Linked DNA regions of Zea mays: region 2 is linked to region 1. Evidence: chromatin contacts called from public Hi-C data. All regions are on one chromosome and are shown on one strand. The core of a region is the stretch at or near the end of the contact, and the rest is flanking DNA. Distances in the headings are between cores, read along the strand shown. Region 1 holds the start of LOC103627859. Region 2 holds the start of LOC103627863 (RING/U-box superfamily protein).

What was found. A called contact is a pair of places that touch in the nucleus more often than the background predicts.
Region 2: a Hi-C map of ear shows a contact between it and region 1, with 2.1 times the contacts expected there. The contact joins the promoter of LOC103627863 here to the promoter of LOC103627859 in region 1. A contact is called at or near these places in 3 of 25 Hi-C or Micro-C datasets (ear, leaf mesophyll and tassel).

Annotation. Positions count from the first base shown.
Region 1 is chr5:222,137,907-222,141,614 of Zm-B73-REFERENCE-NAM-5.0, reverse strand. It overlaps LOC103627859, which reads left to right and starts at 2,019. Exons shown (of 5, transcript XM_008648171.4): 1 at 2,019-2,744. The coding sequence starts at 2,428.
Region 2 is chr5:222,457,809-222,461,208 of Zm-B73-REFERENCE-NAM-5.0, reverse strand. It overlaps LOC103627863 (RING/U-box superfamily protein), which reads right to left and starts at 1,295. Exons shown (of 2, transcript XM_008648176.4): 1 at 460-1,295; 2 at 1-327. The coding sequence starts at 698.

The sequences.
Region 1 (3,708 bases), core at 770-3,269:
TGACATAAAATGTGTGCCAATTTTTGGCACCATAGGTATAGAACTAGACATATCCTATAGCTAGGAACCAAACACATACCTAACTTGATCAAATTTGTCTAACCTTAGGCGTGGCAAACTGTGGCAAGCGAGGCAACAAACCAAGCAACCCTTATATCTTCGAATGTAATTGTGCACGTGCTAGTAACTAGGTTGCAATTTTGCACCTAATATTAGCGTGACTCCAGTCTATGGTCTTATTCTATCCATAAATTTTTTGTTCTAATTTTTTGGATACTTACACTACCATGGTATCATACCATGATGACATTTAGTGCATCAATGCATCATGTAGGGAAGTCTCTTTCTTAGATTTGGTACTCTTTATGTGTTGTACAACTATGGTGTCATCGCGTTGTCTAATCAACATAGAAGTATACCTTTGACACCTACTCAACTAACTCGGATCGCGAGTCATGACACACATTGTGTGTAGTCCTGCTTAGTCTTATCCTCTACTGCTTCCAACAAGAGGACATGGCCTGGTACTCTGGTGGGGTCACATGATGATGCTCATGTGGGTCACACTTTAGTCCATGATCCTTCTGGAGTATGCCACGCCTTAGAGGCGTCATAATCCATGCCTTCTTGGTCCTTAGGGGCACAATCCTTCAACGCACCCACTCAACCAGCCTTGCGTGAGGATCATTATGATGTGAGCTCCAGACATGAAGGTTTCTCCAAGTGGCGGTCATCCTAGCAGGCTCGCTGATGTCTCAACTTCAGCATTGACGACATCGTGAGGCCTATCGATGCCATGTAAGCCCTTCTCCGCAACTCTACGATGATTCATAGCCTTTGTGAGGGTTAACCCTAGATCCTCTCAGCTAGTACAACTTCGTCCTAAGAAAACTGAATCCAGCCACGACGTGCCAACTGCGTGCTCCCATGCCTCGATAGTGGCCTATCTAGGTTAAGGCGATAGGACCATACCTTAGGTTCCAAATCCATGGAGAAGGTTTCACCTCCTCACCCTTGTGCACTGCACCATCTACCTCGCTAGTTGCACGACGTCCAAGATGTGTGCGGTCGCTATCACAATGTGGGAGATAGCGATCATCCATGCCCTATCGAGTGAGCGCCATCCACTGACCACGTTGCATAGGTGGTCCATTCCTTCAACACCTAGCTAGCACTCAATCGATTTGGCAGGTAGCATGGATATAATGTTTTAGCACTCACCTTTTGAAGAAGTATGAGGGGACCATCAATTACACCGAGTTCCTCCAAAGCTATACACTGCCAATCGTGTCGAGTTCTTCTAAATCTATGCCACTGTCATTCTCGCTACTGGCGGCCTGGCGGGGATGAAGAAGTGATGTCAAACCACTTTCATGTGTCTTTTGAATATGAGCAATCAAAGGAAAAAAGGCACAACCCAAATAATCCCTCCATGCCAATATAAATATGCTTTTAGAATTCTGGAAAAAGATCAATATCATTTAGAATTTAATATTGGCCTTATTAAAAGTTATTTCAGTATGTAATAGCTGTAGTTTTTTTTTAAAAAAAGTAAATAAAAACTACTAGAACTAGTACTTAGAAGTGGGAGAATTAGAAATGGTAGAAATGTATTTAATTTAGCGCGTAGGGAGTAAACACAAAAGAGAGAATTGACACGTTTGGTTTTATACAAAAATAAAAATAAGTAGAGTATAAGGGAAAAGGACAAAAAGGAAAACGAGAAAAGGAAAGGAAAAAAAAAAAGAAAACGAGAGACTCCACCTGTCCACCCGCTTCCTCTGTTCCTCATAAGACTGTCTCCAGCAACGTCCTCTATATACATCCTCTATATCCGTCCTTTACAGTCTTCTCTAAAAGATTCTACCCCTATATCTATTTCCTCTCCAACAACGTCCTCTAAATCACGTCCCCTATATGTAAATACCTATATTAAAGACATTTTTATTTTTAAATTTTTATACATACGTGTTTGTCATACTCTCAAATGTATTGTACATATTTTAGTTTTACTAAAACGGTTGTTTAAAGTATTCAAATAGATAGAGAACCATTTAGAGGAACTCTATACATAGAGGATCCAGCAGCGTCCTCTAAATTTAGAGGACCGTTTAGAGGACGTTGTTGGAGGGGTAGAGGACGTCCTCATCCTCTAAATTTAGGGTACAGGAGCATTTAGAGCTCCTTGTTGGAGCTAGTCTAAGGACGGAGGGAAAAACAAGGCCGCAGGCCCGCAGCTCCGCGCGAACAACAGCCAACCACCCACCTCACGTCGCGACCTGCGAGCTCCACCTCCGGCCTCCGCCCGCCCGCCCACACCACCAACGCCCGGAATAGGCAGTTGCAGTTGCAGCAGCAGCCAGCCAGACCCGCCCCGCCATCGTAGGAGGAGGCCCATGCCGCGGGGGCAGCAGGGGGCAGGGTAGAATGGGCAACGTCACGTCGTCGGTGGCGGCGCGGTTGGCCTTCTTCCCGCCGGAGCCGGCGACGTACGGCGTCGAGCCCGCGGACCAGGACGGTGCTGGCGCCGGCTCTCTGCTGCGGATGACGGGGGTGTCGCCGGACGCGGGCGTCGAGGTGCGCGCGCTGCCCACCAGGGCCGGCACGCGCGTCGTCTCCGCCTTCTGGCGCCACCCCGCGGCGCGGCTCACGCTGCTCTACTCCCACGGCAACGCCGCCGACCTCGGCCAGATGCTCGGCCTCCTCCTCGAGCTCCGCACGCACCTCCGCGTCAACATCATGAGGTCGGTGAGCTCACCAACATACGCCACTGTACCCTACCCTCCATTGCTTCTGCTGCTCGATCGGTTCCTCTAAGCTTTCCCCCCCACTAGTATCATATAGATTCCCGTGCGAGTGGATTTAGTTGCCTGTTCCTTGTTTACACGCCATCCAGTTACGAACATAAGTACATTTATTTTGATCGATATAGGGCATGTTGCTTTTATTCCGAAGCGGAGTTCAATTGGATTATCTTCTTTGTTTGCAATGAGTTAGCCAGTTGCTAACTGACTGTGACGATATCTGATTTTGTTCGTGTTATTGAACAATCGGTTCAATTGAATGAGTCATAAAAAATTCTCTCTGTAATCTGCGAACTCATCTAGTCATGTGCTCTTGTTTAATTTTCCTTTTCCTGAATAGTTCGGTCAGAGCTGCAAGCCTGCAAAAGTACAGCTTTTTAGTGTCTCCGTTGTTTTCTGCATGGCATGTACTCTATAAGCTGTCGTCATCTCCTTTAACCACGAATCCGAGGCTAGAAAACAACTGTGTCATTTCTTAGTTCTTTTTTTTTTCCTTACCATCTATACTTGGAGAAGGCATGTGGAACCCCATGTCATATGAACAGTTCCAATTATTGTACTAGTACATCTTTTCACAAGTCTTTGTTATGTTGCTGATAAATGCTGCACCGGGTCCTGGTGTACCCCCTGCAGAAATTCAGTCAGTTAGTTACCTGCCACTACTCTGGCGCAAGATAAGAATGTCATGCACCAGATGTGCCTCAATTAGGCTGTATATATGCGAAACTGGGAATCAGGGTCAATTTCGTGCTTCTTATCGTTGCGACTCTGTAAAAGTTCAGAGTTGCAGAGTATAGCAAAAGAACACCACCATGTCCTTTGTTCTCGCTCTCTAGCCCATTGTTTCTGCCCAGCTAAAGAAAACCACCAGGATATATATGTTAATTTTTCACAGGCAGTTCGA
Region 2 (3,400 bases), core at 46-2,545, 320 kb before region 1:
CAGGACCAGTGGAAGCGGTGCGCGCAGGGCAGGCGCGCCACCACGTCCCCCGCGCGGAGCTCCTCCAGGCACACCGCGCACCCCGCCTCCGCTGCCGCCGGCGGCCCGCGCCGCCCGCCTGCCAGTAGCCGGCACCAGCCGAACCGGCCCCCTCCTCCTCCTCCTCCCTTCTTGTTCGGTTTCGGCGACGACACCACTTCCCGCCGCAGCAGCACGCCCGTGTCGCTGCTGCACGCTGACGAGTGGTGGCGGTGGAGGCCACCGCTGCACCTGCACGTTGCGTCGTCGTGCGCTTTGGTGATCGTGGGGCTCGTGCTCATCTCATGCCTGCACCGATGTTCATTTCAGACCAGAATATAACAACAGGATTTGTACAATATTGTCTTGACATCTTGCTGCAGAAAGTAGCATGTGTAGCATCTGCCATACTGAACAGACAAGCAGCAAAAGCAAACGCACCTCTTGAGCACCACAGGTTGTCTCTGGGCACGGAGCTTCTGATCCAGCCTCTCCTTCGCCTCCCGGGCGCCGCTGCCCAGCCCCAGCGTCGTCCACGCGCGCGCAGTCGCCGTCGCCGTCGTCTCCATGCACGCGCTGCTCCACTCCTTGGAAGAAGGTGCGTACAGGCACAAGGACGACGCCCGCCGCCGGCGCCGCGCGAACTCCACGCCGGGGAGCATCCCGGCCATGATGACCATCCGCAGAGAGAGAACAGACGTACGTACGAGTACGATGACGGCGCCAACACGCCACCTGCCCCGCGCGCGCGCACTCTACAAACTAGCTACCTAGCACCTTAGCCTGGCTGCTGCGGTTGCGTACAGCCTGCGTGCGCAACTCGGTTGGCCGGGCGCCCGGGCCCCTCCCCTCTCTGCTGTGGTAGCTAGTACAAGCGATAATTGGTGTACGTGGAAGGCCTCTTTCGTCGGGAACAGGAAGAAGGTGAAGAACACAGCCGTCTCGAGCTCCCCCGACGACGACCAGTCATCAGCGCCATGTATCGTCCCGGCCCGTTTCGGACGGGGGAGCGGCGGCGGCAGCTAGCTTCGTCCTATCTAGAGGAGGAGGTGGGAGGAGGAGGAGGAGGAGGGCTCATGCTGATGGCGTGCCAAATGTCAATGTCCAACCAACTGGCTCTGCCTCAGCCGGTGACCGGCCGGGACGTATTTATACTCGTATGAATAAAGTCACTAGTGTGATCTTTAGCATGGATTTCTCCGAAGGGTATATATCTCACTTCCTGAATCTATTAAATTTTGCATAAATTCGGTTATATTCAGTATGGTTTACATGTATATAACAGCTACTACCGCGAGTAGTGTGTGTATGCACACACACACGAAATTACTTAAACTGCTAACAGTATACGCATATTTCAAGCTCGAGCAGAAGAAAATAAATCTGATGAGATGGCAATGCTGGTCGGCACGGCAACAAAGCCGCCATCGTCATAGCGACAACTGCATGGGACAGGGGGTGACCTTTTCGGGTCATCGCGTTCCCGTTCGTGTGGCTGAATCTTGCCTGGAGTCGAGGAGGATGCGGATCCCACTGCCAAAGGCAAAACGCGCTGTGTGTGTTGGAAGCTGCGTGGACGGCAGCGTTCTCACGTGGACCAGATGTTGCCATGTCTTTTGGCATTCCTCTGTGCCTGCTGGGGCCTGCCACAAACAAACAGCCATGTCATAGTTTTTTTTGTTGTTGTAGTCAGGTTGTCACTTCGAGAGATGAGCACGAGCAGGCTGCTCGGACTCAGAGCTACACTATACCCAACAAAGTGCCGAGCCCAGGCAGCCCAAGATGACTGAAGCCCATCTTATTTTCAAAAACCTTCTGCAGTTTCGATTCATGATGAAAACAGTGGGTGGCCTGGCCTGACCCAGTCGAATACAATATCACTTTAGACAAAGGAAGCTAGCCTAGATCTCTAGAAAATCTGAGTTTGTAATCACATCACTGAACTTTGAAACAGATATAAGTATTATTTTTTGGCAGCAGAAGATCACTACAAACATATGCTAAGTACAATTATAGAGTGTTTGGTTTGAGGAATGATATAGTCCATCATCTTCTCGTTCCTCACTTTTTTGTTTGGTTTGTGGAATGGAGTTAATCCATCACCACCCCATTCCACTAAATTTGAGGAATGGACCTATGATGCACTACTTCATTTTGGATAGAGTGATTCATCAAACCAAACACCTTATTAATAAACTGTTAGATAAGTGCAGCAAACTGCAACACAGTGATTAAAAAAAATCCCTCCATATTTCGTTGGCCGGTAAATTGTATTTGTACCTTTGCGCAACACTTGCTAGCTGAAAAAATGCTCAAGTATCAAAGACAATAGTAAGAAGTTTATTATATTAAATTAAGGGACCAGAACAGAGGACCACACGAACTGCAAGAAGCAAAAGAACACATAAAAGGAGCATGCGACCAAATAAAACCACATGGAGAACAGTGGAATTCTGAAAGTGCTAACAGGGCATGGAAAGCATGCGACTAAAAACACTAATAGGCTGTTTGGTTTGATGAATGAGCTAGTCCAACATCTTTTCAGTCCTCACTTTTTTTGTTTGGTTTGTGAATGAAATAAGTTGATCCATCATCACGGCATTCCTAGTTAACACTAATATGAGGAATGAGGTCATCCCACCAAATTTGAGGAATGAACCCATGATGCAACACCACATTTTGGATGGAGTGATTCCTCAAACCAAACACCCCTAACTACTCTACAAAACTTTCATGATGGGCAACTACCAAGCTATCTGTAGCACAAACCGTGTATGGCTCAAAGGGCGCGTGCCAAACAATATTACAACAGTGGCACCATTTATGCCAAAAAATGTGTCCCTATACTATGAACTACGATGACATGGATCTTTAACACATGATACATGTAGACAACTCTCCTCAAGCCACACCAAACCATTTCATGGCAACTCTCTCCCCCCCACTCCCACTCCACACAAGCACAAGGTTCGTTCGGTCGTTCATTCGATCATTTGTCCACCTGTTCTTAGTTTGTTCGATCGTTCGTCCGATCGTTCATGATTCGTTCGTTCGTTCGTTCGTCCGATCATTCATCCGTTCGTTCGTCCAAGTAATCTTTGTTCATCCGTTATGCTGTCGAAATTCCGATCGTTCGTTCGTCCGATCATTCAATTGTTCGTCCGTTCGTTCATAATCCATATTCATCGTTCGTTCATAGTCCATATTCATCGTTCATCATTCGTTCATAGTCACTATTCATCGTTCATCATTCGTTCACGGTCACTATTCACCGTTCATCGGATCGTTCATAGTCACTATTCACCGTTCATCGAAACATTCATAGTCACTATTCATCGTTCACCGTTCGTTCATACGAGCTATTCATCGTTCGTTCATACAG